Linked DNA regions of Gossypium hirsutum: region 1 is linked to region 2. The links are chromatin contacts, called in public Hi-C maps. All regions are on one chromosome and are shown on one strand. The core of a region is the stretch at or near the end of the contact, and the rest is flanking DNA. Distances in the headings are between cores, read along the strand shown. Region 1 holds the start of LOC107888752 (mitochondrial import receptor subunit TOM20). Region 2 holds the start of LOC107888805 (ATPase family AAA domain-containing protein FIGL1).

Region 1 (6,875 bases), core at 3,309-5,808, 290 kb after region 2:
TGCCTATACGTGCCATTATACCAAAACAAGATTTTCATTTATACCAAAATAGTGGGAGGATAATGTGATGAATGCTCCGACCGTTATCCAACCTTCACGAGCTTTGAGCACTATAAAACATAGAAAAATAAACCTAGTAAGCATTATATGCTTAGTAAGCTCGTATAACCAGAATTTAACTTACCAATCATATTTAACATTTAAACCACTCATAACCATACTTTCCATTAAATATGACATTTTGCCTAACCATATGCATCCAATCAAACATGTTAGTCACAAAAATTCATAATGCATTGATGAGCTCATCATACCATATTCCATCAAGTTTTTCTCTTTTCATTTCATATTCCTCATGTCTCATTAATCATTTTATCCTTTCCGATAGTACATTCAAAATGTACAATTCCATTATCCGTCAATTCATATCCAATAGTACCTATTAATGTACACTTTCGAGCCACGTAACATGCAGCAGAATTACCAGTCCAGGTTAAATTCTGTCTGTAACATACACTCTAAGAGCTTTGTCAGGATTACCAGTCCAGGCTAAATCCTTTCAGTGACAAAGAATTCTCTATAGAGTTTATTCTGAATTACCAGTCCAGGCTAAATCCAGTCAATTAGAATTACCAGTCCAGGCTAAATCCTAATTGAAACATATACTCGAGAGACTTATTTCGAATTACCCATCTGGGCTAAAGCCATTCTGCAACACATGCAGTTTTATCAAGGAAATCACCTTTATCCATCGGAATTCAATATTCACACGAAATTTAACCATTTTCAATAAATTTCTAACAGATACCATTTCTTCCATTGAAATTTCCATACATTTCATATATACAATCACATATAACATATTCAATGTAATATAACATTCAAAACAACACATTTCTATGCTAATTTAAGTTATACGAACTTACATCGATATTTGTTCGTAACTGAAATCTACTAATCCAAAATCTTTTCCTTTCCACGATCTAACTCTTTGTTCGATCTTTTTGGATCTATATAATTTAATTTAATCATCAATTTAACACATTTCATATTCCATTGAACTCAATTTACACCCTAGGCAAAATTACCATTTTGCCCTCATACTTTTTGTAAATTCCAATTTCGTTCCTAGGAACGGAAATGAAATTCATACAATTTAATCCTTATTTCCAGGCTACCGATTTCTTATACCATAATAGTAGCCCATGAATTTCGTAAAAATCAGAATTTTATCATGGGTTTTCATCATTTTTCAATTTAGTCCCTAAATCATGTTTTCATGTAAATTCACTTTGTAAAAGTTGTTTATCTATCAACAACCTTTTATTTTCTACCATAAACTTTTAAATTTCAGCATATTCATCCATCAAAAATTTTCAATACTTTGATATCTATTCAAATTAATTCCCCAAATAGGTAAATTAAGCTTCCCTGATCTCAAAAATACAAAAATTACTAAAAATGAGACTTGAAAACTTACCCAATTAAGCTTGAAAAGTTCCTTTTCTGTCTCCTAGGGCTTCCATAAAATTTGGGGATGAAGATGATATGAAAATAAGATGATAATTCTATTTAATTAATTATCATCTTTTAATTATTTTGTTTTCCAATTTAATCCTTAACCTTTTCTAATTTTTCCATGGATTACTCACCAAAAATATCTACATATTTTTATTCAATGGTATAATTACCAAATAAGGACCTGAAGTTTTGAATTCCATAGCTATTTAACCCATATAGCTATTAGAATTCAAATTTGGCATTTTATGCAATTGAGTCCTTTATACAATTAAGCACATAATTGATAAAATTTTCCTATCAAAATTCTCATGCAACCTTTCTATCACATTAGTAATCATTTCATAATATTAAAATATTTTATGTTTCCAGCTTGGATTTGTGGTTACAAAATCACGATTCTGACTTCACTGAAATTGGGCTATTACAATGAATGTGACACCATTTAGCTCGGACTTGACGATCGGTTTAGGTATAGGGGTGTTACAAGCACTATAATATGAAGGTTATTATTTGTCATGTGAGAAAGCTGTAAACCATAATGAGAGTCTCTTGTAGGTATTGGAGGACCCATTTTACAACCTTCCAGTGTTGTTCAGTTGGTGTATGAATGAATTAGGATAGTTTATTAACATAGTAAGATATGCTAGGCCATATGAATGATAAATACTGAAGTTTTCCAAGAACTCACCTATATTGAGTGGCATCTGTCGGTAATGAGATATCTTTGGAGAATTGTGGAAGTGCAGAACTCATAGGGGTGGAGACACCCTTACTTTCATGCAATTTAGTATACTAGAGAATGACTTCAATATATTTCCGTTGTGAGAGAACTAATGAGGTTCCTATACGAGATACCTCAACATAAAAAAAGAAGTGAAGAAAGCTAAATACTTAATTGAAAATCAAGAACTAAGAGAAGAAATCACCTGTTTGAAAAAAAGAGTCATTGTTGCGGGTTAACAAAAGAGTCGTTTCTTTACTCGTTGGAGTTTAAAAGGCTCTGGTACCATATAGAAACTTGTAGTGGAATGGAAAAATGAGCCAATCTTATTCAATTAAATGTGATGCTTAAATACAAAGTGATACATCAGAATTTTAAAGAGCTGTTAGAAATTAGGGAAGCTATTAAAAAATAAGAGTAATAACTATACTAATCCAAAATAGAGATAAAAGACCAAGTAAACAACAAACTAATAACTCATGTTTCTGAATACTAAATGTATCCAACTAGGAGGATGCCCTTTGAATTGGACCTATATCTGTTTGTACTGAGTGGAAATCTCTCTTTCAATGTGTTCTTTCTAATGAACTCTTTGTTTTATGTTTCTAATGAATACAAAAAAGAAAAAAAAATCATTATCTCTAAAACTTGGTAAATTTCGAGTATGAATTAGAAAAGAATTACAAGCGAAAATAGAATAGAAAATATGAACAAGATGATAGGTATTTATATATTCAGTTGGAGAGAGAAGCATTGTCGTAATCGTTGTAACATAAAGAGTATGACACATGGATTTCTTGTTTAATGGATTTCTTGTTTAAGTTTTATTTTTTTTCTTATATTCATGTTAGACAAATTTGACAGAAATCATCAACACTATTATTGTTGTCTTTATTTGCTCACAATCAAAACGTCCAGGGGTTAATTTACTTACTTTTTTTTAAAAGACCAATTTTTTCATGTTCGAAATGTACAAGACCCAATGGGTATTTACATCTCTATAATTTATAAAAGTATATATGGCGATTGAAAGTTTTTATTCCATTAGCAGGGTTGAGATTTTTCCACATATCTTATTTATTTTTTTAATCATCTTAAGGATACATGACAAAATCCTAACATTACTTATGGAGTTAAAACTTTCTACCATCAATATAATAAATAACTATACATATATTAATATATATTTTTAAATATATAATTTAAATATTAATATATTTAAAAATAAAATAAAAATTAACCAATTAACTAAAATAGCTTAAATAATAAATTAAAAAATACAAATATTGTTAAATATATTTAATAGTTTATTTTTTTAAAATTTTAATATATTGTTAAGAAATTAAAAATGTTTAATTTTTACTTGATTAGAATTAAAAATGTTTCAAAAATTTTAAGTGTTAATACCAACATACATGCATGTTTGTTGTACAAATTTAAAACGAAAGTTTTATTTTTAATGAATTTAAATTTATAAATTATGTATGATTGTGCTAAACACCGTAAAATTAATTTTTTTAATATATTTGGGACTAATTTTAATTTTTAATTTGTTTCATAAAATATTTTTTAAATAAAAACTTTTTTGACTAATAAATAGTTAATTTCACTATGCTAAATTAAATTTTTTATTCTAATTCATTATATGAATTTTTATTAATATAAAAATTCATAAATACTTATATTAAATATATTTTTAAAAAATTTAAATTGTAAAACTAACTACAAAAAATTAAAGTTTATTATGTTATAATGTATGCTAATTAGATTCTTATTTATAAGGATTTTTATGTTAATTAGATTTTATTATAATAAAGATTGTTTTATAGAATTGAGTTTTTTTTATTTGATGGAAAGAAAAAAAAAGACTATACCTTCGTTATATGAAATATGAATAAGTAATAAAATGATGGATATAATATTAGAAATTGTATATATCATATATATATGTATATAATAATTTAAGACATTATTTTTATAAAATAAAATATTGAATTACAAAATATATAAAATAAATTATAAAATTATAAAATAATTTAATATTTTTTAATTGATACGTACAATCAACAACGTACCGTTGGATAAGAAAACTAATATTAATATATATTTAATATATTTATATTAAGTCATTAATTCGAATATTTTATTTGGTCAAAACAATAATTCGAATATTAGTTGAAGCTTGACTGCCAAAATGAATTTATTCAGAGATTGTCCTTCCAAGAAAGCAAGCCCAAGCCCAATATTATCCTATATTTGCATCCTAAGCCCATTTTAGAAAAGAGGACTATAACCCTTAAATGTGAAAATACCCGAAAAACCCAGTTTATTTATTTATTTGTTTTCCATTTTTCTTTAACGGAAACTGAACATTAGCAGCAGTTTCCAATTGGCCGCCATTGTGGTCGGAACTGAGAAGAAGCCATAATCACTGTTTTCTCTAAGCTTATTATATAAGAAATATCGAACCCGATAAAAGAAGAAGAAGAAGAAGTTAGAACGAGCAGCCATGGAATCGTCGAGTGAGCTCGATAGGCTGCTCTTTTTCGAGCAAGCTCGTAAAATTTCCGAAGCTACTTACGCTTCCAATCCTCTCGATGCCGACGTTCGCTTCCTCCTTCTGTCGATCTTTTCTCTTCTTCTTCTTCCTCTTTTTTTCCAATTAAAATTGATATTTGGCTAATTTTTAATTTATATTTATTGTTTGCAGAACTTAACAAGATGGGCTGGAGCTTTACTTGAGTTGTCTCAGTTTCAAAGCGTTCCAGATTCACAGAAAATGATTCAAGGTTCTCATAATATATATACACATAAAATTTAATTTCATTCATTGGTAATTCAAATATTAATTTTCTTGGTTACTAAAAATTTATTGTGAACAGATGCTATTTCGAAGCTAGAGGAGGCTTTGTCGATTAACCCTAAAAAGCATGATGCTTTATGGTGTTTGGGAAATGCTCAGACTTCTTTTGCATTTTTGACTAACAAGGAAGATGAGGCCAGGCCTTACTTCGAAAAGGCAGCTCAATATTTCCAGCAAGCAGTTGATGAGGTTTTTCTGTAGTTTTGTTTGGCTAAAGTATCAATTACTGCATTTATGGATGGATCTATAGATTCATTGCTTGAATGCTCTTTTTTTTTTAACTTGGTAGCTTTGTATTTGTAGGATCCCAGCAATGAAATTTACCTGAAATCTTTGGAAATATCTGCTAAGGTAGGTCTCTCTCCATACTTGGTACGATTTATTCTTTAAATAATGCTTATATTTCATCTGATTTTTAACTTTCAATGGCCGAGTACAACATGTATTTACTTTTGGAAGTGTGAGATGGAGCATATTGATTCTATTTCATGACTGTTAGATAAATTCCTTGTGTTGTCCTTAGATGTTAAATGCGGAATAGTTTGCAAACCTTGCAGAAGATTGCTCCACCCTTTGTATTGATCCTACTGGTTAACTTGCACATTAACGTCTCTTGAAATGATTGCAACCATTCTTTTTTTTTTTTTTTGGCCGAATGCTGTGAAATTCAGATGCATATGGATATAGCTCGGTATTATATAGAAATATATCTAGTCATGGTAGTCTAGATTTTGTTTGCCTATATATCTTACACTGATAAATTTCAGAATAAATAAAACTTGAGATTTGTGGTAATAGACGCATTCTAAGGGCATATAAACATGACTACCTTAGGACAAATTAATTGTACAGAACACATTTTCTGCCTTGTTTGAAGCCAATCAGTTAAGAGGTTTCTTAAAGCCAAACTAGAGGGAGGTATTAAGTTCAAAATGTTCCATGCGCCATTTGTTCTCTGCAATCCTCCTTACCTTTGATTTCTTAATTCTTACTGTTACCTCAGGCTCCAGAGTTACACCAGGAAATCATTAAGCAAGGTTTAGGTCAACAGATGCTTGGTGCTGGACCCTCTACTTCTACTTCTACCTCCAGCTCAGCAAAGGTAGTCCTTAGAGTTTCTTCCTTTTGCATTCCATTTCTTCTTATTTTCACTTTTTTTTTCCCCTGCTTTTGACCCTATCATGTCTCTGTGGTTTACGTTGTCAAGTGCTGCTTAATTTATCATTGAGGCTTGCATGAGGCTTTGTAAAGGGCAAAGGTCACATAGTTATCTTTTTGTCTATGTTTTTCCTTGATTGACTTTTAAATTTGTTTATAGGTTCAGTGAAACAACATTTAATATTAGATCGATTGCTGATTTATTAAGGTTAATTTAGGGGACATGCAGTTATGCTTCCATGCAACATGTGGAAGTGCATGCCGAAGCTCCTTAGGAGCAGGATCCAGCTCATGGCTTTTGTCTTTTATAATGGAATTCTTGCAGCGAGAGATGAGATGTATAGGTTAGTAGTTTTAAGTCATTGGGTGATTGACGAGAAAGTCAAAATCGATTGGTTTCCCTTTATCATGATTCTTGGAATGACTTATGGTGATTGATAATTCAGCTCGTTAAAGGGAGACTGAAACCTTTCTGCCGATTGAAGAGAGATTGAAAGCTTAGGTCTCATTAAAAAGAGACCTGAATCTCTTTAAGGTTTTTGATAGAAATTCTGCTTAGCATTTTATTATTTCATAGGTCCCTTCAAATTAGGACCAATTTTATCACATAAA
Region 2 (6,393 bases), core at 923-3,422:
TACAAATAGGAAACTCTGAGCTATTTGTTGATGACTTTAGCTTTTCCTTTCCTTCTCGAGGAATCCGGGTCAACGTTAGCTACAGATTAACATAAACATACAATACAATCAATATCCAACCAAATTCACAATCAATTTTGATTTTATACAATTTTTACATTTTATTCAATTTAGTCCCTAAAATTAGGACAAACATTCAACTTAAAACTCCAAATTGAAATTTGATTTCACTATTGTTCATTAGGGACCTCCTATTTCTTATTTCTACAGCCAAATTTACACTTTATGCACTTTAGCCCCTAATGTACGAAACTTTCAATTAGCTTTACAATTTGGTTCTTTTCCATCTCTAAACTTAGAATCTATCAATTTAGCACCTAAAACTTCCAATTCTCAACTATGACATCTTTCAAAACTTTAACAATTTTACAAATTGATACATGGGCTACCTAGATTAAGCTTATATGATCTCAAAAACATAAAAAATACAAGAAAAGAATTAAATTGAACTAACCAATTTATGGATTGAAAGCTTGAATGGTGTTTCTTCATCATCATCATCTTCTTCTTCTTCTTCTTTAAGTTTGGGTGGAGAAGATGTATTTCTCTCCCTTCCCACCAAACAAACATATATATAATTAGTTTAGTTAATTTAGTAATTATCCTTAGTTTAGTTAAATAAACTTAATTAAACAATAATTAACACAAATTTAGTAATTCATTGGTTTGAAAATTCATTGGTTTAATATTTAAATGAAGTACTGATATTGACAAAATCAAGCAATCAAAGGAGGTAGTTAGTTTAGTTAATTTAGTAATTGTCCTTTCATCCCAACTTAATGAAACAATAATTAACACAAGTTTAGTTAATTTAGTAATTTTCAAACTTGAAAATTTATTGGTTTATTAACACAAATTTACATACTAAATATATTTTATCAAATATATTATTTAATTATAGTTACTACTAAAACAACATAAATAAGTTAATCAATATTCATTTTCATGAATAAATAAGATGCTTAAAACAATAAGTAACCAATGGAATCAAAACTTAAAAAGAAAGCTATCTTAGATATTTAAACCATATATCAAATTGATTTAATATTTAAAGATGTTATTGTTGAGAAAAAGTGTAAAGATAGAGATCTAATCAAGTTGATATACTTTTATTATTCAATGTTAAGTTTTAATGATTTTATCAAGAAGTAAGCAAAGTAAACTCCAGTAGTAGATTTTGAATTCAATCAAAATTTATCAATAGTAAACTTTAAGAGTGGATCTAATCTTTCATAAACCTTAAGAACATAAAAATAAAATAAGTTAATCAAAACAATTATAATTAATCATGAATTAGCTAAAAAAAATTAATCATATATGAAGCATAAGAAACTTCCTATAAAAACTTTGTGTCTTGCCGTCAAATATCTTGAAAATCATGGAGGATAAAATTGATCGTTGATAAAAAAAAAACTAAGAGAATTATAGAATGAACAAGATAGAATAATAGAAAAAAAAATGAAAGGATGATTCAACTTTCACTTGGATACCAAAAAGCTTATACATGCCTTTTATTTATAGGGCCTCAATCACTATAGGTTACAAACATATAATAAAGATAATTAAAATAATTAAAGTGCCCTATAAATTCTTTAGGAGTTACAAGAGATACAAAAGAATGAATTTAGGGGTTTTGAGAGTTTACCAATATCCATTTATCAATGGATTTACGATATATATCTTATTTTTTTGATATAAAATAATCAAATAAAAAACGAATTTTAAATGAATAATAATAGAATAATAAACAAGTTTTAATTAATTTATTAAATGAACTTAATCATGAATATAAATAAATCAAATTAACTTTACTTTAAAATCTTATTTTAAACATAAATGGGCAAAAACCAAAATTTTCACCACACTATTTTAATTTACCTATTTGATAATTTAGCACGCCCCCTCCCTTACACTCTTTGTTTAACATAAATGGCCAAAAAATGGAACTTTTCATCACACTCTTTAAATTTACCTATTTGATAATTGAGCACACCTCTTCCTTAACCCTTTTTATTGAACATAAATGGTAAAAATACAGAATATTTCATCACACTTTTTTTTTTGGTGAAAACCTAGCTAAACTAAAAAATAAACAAAAACTTAAATCTACCTTCTTACTCGATAACTATTCTTGAATTTTGCTCAGGCTCATTGTTTAAATTTTTATATGGATCCCACGTGTGGAGATTGATATACAGTCTTGCCTAACAAACAAATATCTTGATAATCTCTATTAAACTCTATGATAAATCTTAAAAAGATGAATAAATTTCTATTTTTCATTATACACCATGCTAATAACCCAAGAATAGGCTAAGGAACCTTGGCCCATGGCGGCCGCTCTTTTAATTTGCCTATTTGATAATTGAGGCCATCTCTTAACTTCCCTTTCAATTTAAAGCGAGGCAAAGCCGGAAAGTAGCGGGAAAATTTTACAACCCAACCCCATTTTATTTCTCTTTCTTCTCCTTTGCAACCAAAAAGCAGGAAAAAGAAGGGAGAGAAAAGAAAATGGAAGAATCGAAATCCAAAGAGAAAATTTGTTGGAGAAAAGAAGTAGATCAGAACTTAAAGCGGCTCCAATCACTGCTCTTCGGCGCCGAGCTGTGTCTCGAGAAGCGGGAATTCCCGGAGGCTCAGCTCCTCTTGCTTAGGCTTCTTGGCTTCCTCGATTCCGTCTCTCACTCTGAAGTCGATCGGACCTTCACACGTCCCATTCGTGACGACGTTGTCTCTAAGCTCGACTCGGCTCGCCGTGCCCTGGTCCAAGAATCTGATCGGTATATATGCATACTCATGAATTAAATTTTAGGTTTCTAAACCTATTTGTTGTTCAATTGAAAAAGCTGAAATTCTAATATAATTGTTTTCTTCGATATTTTTTGCTATTAGCTGCTTTATTTTATTTCCAATGAAGATTGATTATAGGGAACCTTTTTGGTTTAATGTTAATGTTACGCATTTAGATCTTGATCTTTGTTGTTGATAAAGTGTACTAAGAATCGTGTACTTCCAGCCGAGCATTTGAGCAAGCAGGTAAAGCTCCTGGTTGTGTTTTTGGGATGAAAGGAGGTATTGATATCGACAAAATCAAGCAATCAAAGTATTTCTGTACACAGCTTCAGCAATCTAAGGGAAAGGTTCTAAATGAATTGGTATATCAATTTACCTGCAATTTTGTTCTGTAAAAATTTTCATTATGTCATACTCATATGCACCGGGAGTTCCTTTCTGAAACAAAGCCCATATATTGCAAGTAGTCCTTTTTTTTTTAATTTTTATAAATAACCTGTGCTCTGACTTTTTTCAGGGAGGACAACAAGATAAGTTTATTAACAAGCCGTCTAAAGCTATGACACAGGCCAAGTTGACATCTCTGTATGGAAACAAAATTACAAGAGCAAATAATTGCTCATACAAAAGTTCTTTGGACTCCAAAAATAACAGTTCCAAAGACTGTTTTATAGTGGAAAAGGGCCATTCTTATCACAGCTTTCCTAGGGGACATAGTGTTTCAAACTTTACCAAAGTTGAAGAGGAAGAAAGAGTACATGGAAATAGCTTTGGGGCAAAGCGTGCATATAAAGAAATCGGTAGCCCCAGAAAAAACACTGCAAGGTCACCGCCAAGCAATGAAGAAGTCAATGCTGATGTTTCGGGGAATGCGTTTGTAACAGCAAGAGCAAAACTGGTATAATACAAAGCATTGGAGATTTGGCATGTATAACTGCTAATTGTTCCAATATTTTTCCTGAAGCATTTGGAAGTCAAATTTGTTTTACATGTTCTTGTATTACTCGCATACATACCATTATTGATCCCTTTCTTATAGGAAATGGATGTGAAACAAAAACGAGGGCTGGCTGGTTCTCCAAGTGCTTCTGTCTCCCCACAGAATGATATCAATTTCAGTTCTAGAGGTTATGGTACAAAATCCTATGGGGTTTCGCCACGTGGAGTTCGTGGTAATTTTGTACCCCCCATAAGATCTAATGGTGGCAGTGTTGGAAATGTGACATCACGGATTGGTGGAAAGAGTGATGATGCATTAGATGACACAACAAGGACATGGTGAGTGATGTAAATTCTTCAAAGGAAAAATGCAATTTAAGTTATTTCCTTGTGCATTGCCCATGCTCCTATGATAATGAATAAGTATTAAAATTTCAATAACTGGTCCGGAAGGAGATTCAACCGTGTAAGGTTTCTTTTGATAAAAGAATTTCTTACAGATAAACAAGCTGTAATGCTTTCATAGACATGTATTAATCTGACCTTAGGAATTACTTTTTGCTCATATCACAAGGATCTGTTTTCAAATATTATATGGAATGGCATAATTGAGACCGTCTTATGTTGTCTCTTCACTTGTTTTAATGATCCAGTTTGGAACTTCTTTGTGGTCCTGATGGTGAACTTCCAGAAAAGCTAAGGAATTTGGAACCTCGCCTTATAGAGCACGTCAGCAATGAGATCATGGATCGAGACCCAAACGTCCGATGGGAAGATATAGGTATTATAAGATACATGAAACTTGCTTTTAGGTTTCATCTTTGGTTGAATTTTTTGCTCATCTAAAAATCTCTCTACTTTTATGTTTCTCCTAAAAATGTTGCAGCTGGCTTGGAGCATGCCAAAAAATGTGTGACAGAGATGGTAATATGGCCTTTATTACGTCCTGACATATTTAGAGGCTGTCGCTCTCCAGGAAGAGGTCTTCTTCTCTTCGGTCCCCCAGTAAGTATCTTTTAGTTCTCTGAAAAGTAAATGTTCGTATCATGGGTTTATGACTTCTCAGTGAACACCTATTATCCTACAGGGAACAGGCAAAACAATGATTGGAAAAGCTATAGCTGGTGAAGCAAAAGCCACATTTTTCTACATATCTGCTAGTTCATTGACAAGCAAGTGGGTATGTTTCTGGGCCCTGTTTGTCTTTAGTAATACATTGCACGTCTTTTTGAAATGCTGCAAGGCTTGTAATCAGCAGTAAGAATGTAGATTGAAATTTCTTAAGTTGCTCCGAACATCTTTCCAGAGGTTACTCTTTACTTTATCCTCTACGAGAGATTATATTGAATGAACTATAATGGGTAGCATGGCACTGGTGAATGCAGATTGGAGAGGGTGAAAAGCTAGTGAGGGCGCTTTTTGGAGTGGCCAGTTGTCGTCAGCCGGCTGTTATTTTTGTTGATGAAATAGATTCACTTCTATCTCAGGTTAGGTTTACCTTATTGCTTGTAAAGACAAACTTGATTTGGTATCAGGTTACCTTTGACTGCAGTACTGTTTTTCTCAGATGATTGGGTATTGGGTCACACTTGATGATGAATTTATGTAAATAAACAAGGAGCATTTCTTTTGATTGATTAAATTTTCATTTCTTTTAATTTGTCCAGCCAGTGAAGTGTTCTTCTAAAAGGTTATTTTATTGTGGTTACAGCGTAAGTCAGAAGGTGAGCATGAATCAAGTAGAAGACTCAAGACACAGTTCCTCATTGAAATGGAAGGCTTTGATAGTGGCAGTGAGCAGATTCTTCTTATAGGTATTGTTGAAATTATTAATTCATATATGTTTGTTGGCAAATGGCAAAGGCCTCATTAAATGGACCTCCTATAGGAAATAAGAGCTTTGGAACTCTACTAAATACTTAATTTTTTCTTGGTTAAAAGAAAACTTGTTCAATTGTACGATAATTATGACTGCATCTGATAAGAATGAAGTAAATATGAAGATACATTCAACATTTCAATTTTTGGATCGGGCTTCAATCTCTTAAAATATGGTGAGTCGTATCAAGCAATTGTATTACATATTTGTATGATCCAGGAGCAACAAATAGACCTCAAGAACTAGATGAAGCAGCAAGGAGACGACTTACCAAGAGACTCTACATTCCCCTTCCTTCATCAGGTGCAACTTACATTTCTTATCTAATCTTACTTCATCCATTTATGGCAAAGAATTCTTTTCTGAATCAGTTTAACTGGTGATGAAGAAGCAAGAGCCTGGATTGTTCGTAATCTGTTGGAGAAGGATGGACTATTCAAGCTCTCAGAAGAGGATATCAGTGCCATATGCAGGTTAACTGAAGGTTGGCTTATCTTCTTTTGGCTGTTGAGCTGCTTTGTTTTATCTTAGCTACCATTTTGAAATTGCGTTGTTCGGTACCTTTGCTTTGCAGGCTACTCAGGATCTGATATGAAAAACTTAGTAAAAGATGCATCTATGGGACCTCTTAGAGAGGCTCTAAGACAAGGCATAGAAATTACACAGCTGAAGAAAGAGGATATGCGGCCAGTAACCCTTCAGGTAATGGAAATTCTAAGTCT

Evidence for each region. A called contact is a pair of places that touch in the nucleus more often than the background predicts.
Region 1: a contact with region 2 is called in a Hi-C map of leaf, with 1.9 times the contacts expected there. The contact joins the promoter of LOC107888752 here to the promoter of LOC107888805 in region 2. A contact is called at or near these places in 3 of 34 Hi-C or Micro-C datasets (leaf and seedling).

Annotation. Positions count from the first base shown.
Region 1 is chrA09:16,700,816-16,707,690 of Gossypium_hirsutum_v2.1, forward strand. LOC107888752 (mitochondrial import receptor subunit TOM20) reads left to right here and starts at 4,559. Exons shown (of 6, transcript XM_016812944.2): 1 at 4,559-4,847; 2 at 4,953-5,031; 3 at 5,125-5,294; 4 at 5,409-5,456; 5 at 6,109-6,207. The coding sequence starts at 4,752.
Region 2 is chrA09:16,415,174-16,421,566 of Gossypium_hirsutum_v2.1, forward strand. It overlaps LOC107888805 (ATPase family AAA domain-containing protein FIGL1), which reads left to right and starts at 2,173. Exons shown (of 14, transcript XR_001681492.2): 1 at 2,173-2,840; 2 at 3,077-3,215; 3 at 3,371-3,751; 4 at 3,893-4,131; 5 at 4,446-4,573; 6 at 4,679-4,797; 7 at 4,880-4,972; 8 at 5,178-5,279; 9 at 5,504-5,606; 10 at 5,891-5,974; 11 at 6,060-6,155; 12 at 6,246-6,373.